Linked DNA regions of Zea mays: region 1 is linked to region 2. A link is a contact called in public Hi-C data. All regions are on one chromosome and are shown on one strand. The core of a region is the stretch at or near the end of the contact, and the rest is flanking DNA. Distances in the headings are between cores, read along the strand shown. Region 1 holds the start of LOC100277947. Region 2 has its middle 66 kb from the start of LOC542566.

Region 1 (3,126 bases), core at 548-3,047, 420 kb before region 2:
AACGAATCTCTCTCTTGCAATGACTCTCAAGCGCCTAGGGCTGCTACCCTAGAACCAAGCCTGCGGCAGAGGTATAACCTCGCCGGAGAAGACAACTATCCCCATGGATCGAAGGTCCATGACATCAATGCTTGAGAGTTGTCTTACCTCCGCGGGTCGAGTTTTTTATGTTTATACTAGTTGTTAGCTTGTGAGGAATAAGGTGGCAGTGGTCAACTCATTCTGAAGATGATGGACCACCCCAAAATTCAACCCTATAACGTCTAAGCAAACCAATTTATACAATACAATTATCTATCCATTGAATCCATACAAAGAAATTTTCATGTGATACAGGGAAGAGCCCATCAAAACTCCAGCATTAATAATAAAGAACATAATATTTTCAAATACATATCTTACTTTATACACAAAACAGACTGAAACATGCAGCAAATATAATGAGTTCACAAGAGGTCCATCTAATTCTGGAAAACTATACAAATCAGATATGTCGAATAAATGTTTGGCTATAGATCATTTATAATTGATTCGACTAAACTAGAGGAATACAAGAAGCCAACTGGTTGTTTCGCACTGCCGCTGCTATTCACCAATCTGAAGTACTCAATCCAAGCATGATTATTACTAAAGTTTTGTGTGCACACAAGTATATATATGTATAGGCATACTCATATATTATTATAAAATCCAGAATGGTACACCGGTATAGGTTGGTACCATAACGTTCCATTCCAAAAGACAGACTAGAACAGCCTCCGGAATGGAAATTAGAAGATTGTGCCTATCACCTATTAGCACAACCTGAAACACCAAATGCACCACAGTCCATCATCCATGTGCATTCATCAGTTGCTCACAATACGGACACAGAAACTCATTTAAAGAAACCATTTACCTTCCTTCTAGAATTACAATCAAATCAAAGGCTTCAAGAAATAGACTTCCTTTAATGAATCAAGGAGTAACTATAATCAACGATTTCAAGAGCCTGAATAGATTTCCTTTCATAAATCAAGGAGTAACTAAGGGGACACATCATCGGCAACGACTGCTATGCAGGCAATCCTTCTGTGCAAACATGCAAGCAAACCATCTGATCAATTAGATCGTGATCCAACCGTAGGTCACATTTAACATTAAACCCTTTCACCACCAGCTCAATAATCTTTATAAAAAACCCCTAACAAACCATGGTTGCATCTGTGGTTGGATCGTAATCTAATGGACAGTACCATTACACCAATGCTATCTCAGCAAAGTTCAGAGGTAGAATATATATTTTCTTTTCGGCAAACAACGGTGAGTTTTTACCCTACTGATGACATTTGTACACAGCATTAAATACAAAGACGCCAGCGAGGTGTGTGAATACCGCTGTGGGATGCTGCGCCGGCGGGTACTGCGGGTCGTAGTACGGAAGGTGTCCTACACCGTGCCCGGACCACCCGATCGAGGCGGCGAAGATGGTCGGCTGTGACAGTGCGGAAACGGTTAGAGGGTTCGCGCCTGGCCCGCCCACTACGACGTTGTTCGATGCTCCTGCTGCGGACGACCATGACGAGGCGGCGGATGTGGGAGCAGCATGCTCTGTTCCCGGTGGGGGCGGCTGGTGGTAGGAGGCGGCGGCAGCGACGATGTGGTGGGAGTAAGCGTAGGAGTATGGATCGTAGTCGGATCGCTGCGGCCAGGAGGCGCCGTGGGTAGACAGGCCCTGGTCGTATCCCATCGCCGACATTTCGACGGCGGCGACGGTGTGGAGCGGGGGATTCGTAGGTAGGGAATTGGGATGTCGATTACTGAACGGAGAACGGAGCACTTCGTCGCCGCAGGGCCCTTTGCCTCTGCGCTGATACGGGATTCAGCTTTTTTTAAGGCTGCAAAGTGGATGGCTGTGAATATCGTGATATAAGGCCATGTTTGATTTCAATTAGTCGTAGGACTAAACTTTAGTCTTAAGACTAAATTTTAGTCATACTTGTTTAGTTTTAGGGACTAAATAGATTCTAAAGTTATTAAATACATTGTCCACAAGACTCAAATGCCCTTGGAATACACTCATGTAGATTTTTAGTCTCTTTTAGCACCTATGTGAAGGACTAAAGACTAAATCATTTTAGTCCATATTTTAGTCCTAGTGTTTGGCAAAAATGAGACTAAAAACTAGAGACTAATCTTTAGTCCCTCTAACCAAACACCCCCTAAGAGTTATAGGATTTAGAATGTAGAAAGTGACGATTTTCTAATATCGTAAAGACTCGGTTAATTTTGTGTTCACATTGATTTTAGACGTTTTGACTAAAGTGATTTTCATATAAGTGGATCGAAAAGCTAGGTATTTAATGGTCTGGAGCAGTTTTTGATGTGTTAGGGCGAAGGCGAACACGCCACCCTTCGCTCGATGCCTTCGCCGCAGTCGTTGGACCAACGGAGACAAGACAACGGACAGGCTCACCCTTCGTCCCATACGTCATCGGACGAAGACCTGTGACGAGGTCTTCCCATCTCGCGACCTCGTCCAGCGTAGAGGCCCACGTGTGATCCGGCCCATTGTAACAGGCCCTGCGTGGCCGCTGCGCGTTACGGGCCTAATTTGTAAAGGCATCCATGTAATTACGGTCTGTAACCCCGCTTTATGGGAATATTCCGGGGATAACCTAGGTGTATGAGGGCACATGCGTCCTTAACACAGGACGCTGGGCACTCAGATACCTATAAATACCCCCGCACAGTGCCCGTGAGAGGCGAGATTGAACAGAGCTATTGCCATCCAGCGCGAGAACCCTGTTTACGTCACTACACACCCCCGTTGGATCCCCTTGCTGCAGAGAGCAAGTTCCAACATTTGGCGCCCACCGTTCGTGCGACGAAAAAACCACCCGCGATGGCACCCAAGAAAGTTAACTCGAAGGCTGACGAGGCTGCGAAGGCAGCACTGCTGGCCGCAAAAAAGGGCAAGGCCCTCGCCCTCACCCACTCCACTCACCACGAGGCTACTGAAGACGACGTTCTCCGCACCTGCGAAGACGATGCTCTCGGCACCTGCGGCCCTGAAGGACAATCGCAACCCCCCAGGCTTCGCCCCACCGGAGGGCGCGGACCTCACCGAAGACTGCGAGGTCCTCG
Region 2 (2,946 bases), core at 121-2,620:
GTTGTCCATTTGTTTGCAGGTTTTAGAAGCATCCCCGTATAGGGGAGGTGCTGTCGAAATTTTTACTAAAAGTAATATGTTTTTTGTAGATATGAGGCTGCACGACTCCACCTGTGCCACCGGTACCTTGTCTCCACCGCAACCTCAGGTATACCTTGTTTTCACAAAGTATTCTTTGATTATATAACTCTGTTTGATGTGGTCATTTAATAGTTAGTATATAGTTATAAGTTAGTAACTAGCTATTACTTATTTATTGCTTAGTAAGTATTTAGGCATTAGTAGATTAGTAGATGGGGATAGTAATTAGTTAGGCATTAGTTGATAGTGTTAGTGAGGTACCATCTTTAATGGTTATTGAGTTATGAATTCGTGTTTGCAATAGATGGACACCCTAGTGACACTATACCATGGAGGAAGCGTGGATGACGATGTTTATGAGAATGTTAGTTTTGATAGAATGAAGAAGGTGACGGTTATGTTCGATGAAAGGCCCTGTTTTGGCCAGATTTTCGCTAGGGATTGTGAGGAGATTAGTTGCAATTTAAACGACCCTGGCATATTGATTGAGGGCTTATTGTCCCATGTTGCATCTGGGGCAGTATTCCGAAGGTTGATCTACATAGGCTCTAAAGATGACTGGGTGAAATATGTCAAAATTGTGATGACGATTGTTCTTCCATGTTTGGATGTGGTCGTTCGAAAGTTATCATTTGATCATTGCGATGCGTCAGTCGGATTATCTTCATAAATGCTAAATGCATCTTCTAGTGAAGCTCCTTTGCCTGAACTTCTACTTCTGGAAGAAGTGGTTGTTGTGCCAAATGCTCAATCGGCCCCAAACGAGATTGAGATTTCTCGTCCAGTTCGTGGCATGGATGTGCTAGGCACAGAAAGCTGCACGTCCACGCTCACTGGGAAGTAGACTGATCAGCTGTAGGAGGATGCCATTGAAGCTCATCTACTGTTGACGGACTGATGATTGGCATTGTGCAGCAGTGGTTCATGGGGACATCATTTCATCTCGCTCTAGCGGTTGTCTGACATTGGTGCCCTGGTTCCTAAAAAAATAGAGAATCATATATGTTTTTATTCATTAATAACTAGAATATAGGACTGTATGTTACATCGCGAGACCATCTATTGAAGTGAGCCATATTTTTCCTGGCCAAACTTTGTCGTGGCTAGCTACATCTGTCCTTGTATTTTCAATGCTTCAGAACGCAGTTGCTAATTGGCTGGGGCTGTTTCCTATACGTTAGTCGTCAGGGCCCGTTTTCCCTTTCCAGTGCTTGTTCTCTATTCGTTATGGACTTTATGGTCGTATGAATGCCAAAAAGGGCCCATTATTTTGTTTCCAGTGAGCATATGAATGCCAAAAAGGGCCCATTATTTTGTTTCCAGTGAGCATACGGATGCATGATGCCACACCCAGCCCAACTAGTATTGTTCTTGGTTGGCTACTCTGTTTTCGGTCGTTTAGAGCAAGTTTAATAATACAACTAATAGCAGTTTTTATGTTATCATATCACATATATATAACAAATTATAGTAAAAATCTACTTATATAATAACTCCCTCCTGACACAAGATATATATTTAATACTTCATCAACCTCTCTCATACACAGAGCCTTGAGTCATGCAACACACTCTAAATTGGCTGCTAATGGTCAATCCGTTTTTTATCTCTTTCTTTCACATTACATCTTTTACAACCGTCTATATCAACTTATTATACTTGCTTTTATATTAGTGCCTTTTGAGTTAATCCTCTTCTACCTATTAGGATGTTGGCAATTGATTCTGCGCTAACTTCATAGTTTTGCCTATGGATTTGTGAAACCACTTTCTGGAGCTATGCAACACATGTAACTGCATGTTCATAGTTTTTTCATGTGAACTGATTTCTGATTCACATGTAGACCAATATATTCTCATTGTGAGTTTCTGATTTATTCTGGCAATATAATTCGAGAAAATGACGTACTACAATTTGGTTGATTATAATGACCTTTGAAACTAACTTTTTTCAACTATTGCGTAGTCATTCAATTCTGGTATTGTATATCTGAAGCCATATTCCATATTTTTCAAGAATTTTATTTTTAGTATGCTGTATCTTCTTGCCTCATATTGTAACTATATTAACCCGTGTCTATAGTAATTTTGCTCATATTAGTAATATGATGTTAATTGGTGTTGCATTTTTCATGTTCATTCGTGGGCTTAAATATCATAACCCATTAAAAAATGGACAAAATACGCTTGTGAAATTTTAGAATTTTTGCACATGGAATTTAAGGTCACTTCGTATAAAAATTCTAACATCTCGCTGATGTTTGATTCCAGATACTAAAGTTTAGTCCATATCATATTGATTGTTTGAATGTCTATTACAAATATTAAATATAGTATAATTATAAAACTAACTACACAGTTGAAGACTAAACACGAGGACAAATTCATTAAGCCTAATTAATTTGTAATTAGCAAATGTTTACTGTAGCATCACAGGAGCAAATTATGAACTAATTATGTTTAATAGGTTCATCTTATCGTTTAGTTCTCGTCTATATAATTAGTTTTATTATTAGACTATATTTAATACTTCTAAATAACATCCAAATATTCGATGTGACGGACTAAAACTTAGCGGAACCAAACAACTAAGGGCAATGAACTCTTCTAGGACAACTCAACGTCATCAACATGGCCAACACTCTTGATCAACTTCTCATTCTTATATCGGACTATCATCATCCTTTTGAATCCACTTCTTCCATGCATCAGAACTATTGAAACTGATTTTAGTCCCATATCGATTTATCCACTGGTAAGTTGGTTTGTTTGGTAGAGCTCTACCATTATAAAAAAGTGAAACTAAATTTAGGATTTATCTAAATCCAGTGTGGAGCAGCTTCACCCTTTGAGATTCATCGAAGTT

Evidence for each region. A called contact is a pair of places that touch in the nucleus more often than the background predicts.
Region 1: a contact with region 2 is called in a Hi-C map of ear, with 2.1 times the contacts expected there. The contact joins the promoter of LOC100277947 here to the enhancer-like site in region 2. A contact is called at or near these places in 2 of 25 Hi-C or Micro-C datasets (ear and leaf).

What each region holds. Positions count from the first base shown.
Region 1 is chr1:93,473,540-93,476,665 of Zm-B73-REFERENCE-NAM-5.0, reverse strand. It overlaps LOC100277947, which reads right to left and starts at 1,797. Exons shown (of 2, transcript NM_001371689.1): 1 at 1,376-1,797. The coding sequence starts at 1,738.
Region 2 is chr1:93,052,640-93,055,585 of Zm-B73-REFERENCE-NAM-5.0, reverse strand. No RefSeq gene overlaps it. Among protein-coding and RNA genes, the nearest start is that of LOC542566, 66 kb to the right of the region's middle. Within about 2 kb of position 1,370, at least 6 of the 20 cell types and tissues checked have an H3K27ac peak or open chromatin away from gene starts, as enhancers often do. A contact at or near this core is called in ear and leaf, where this site is marked.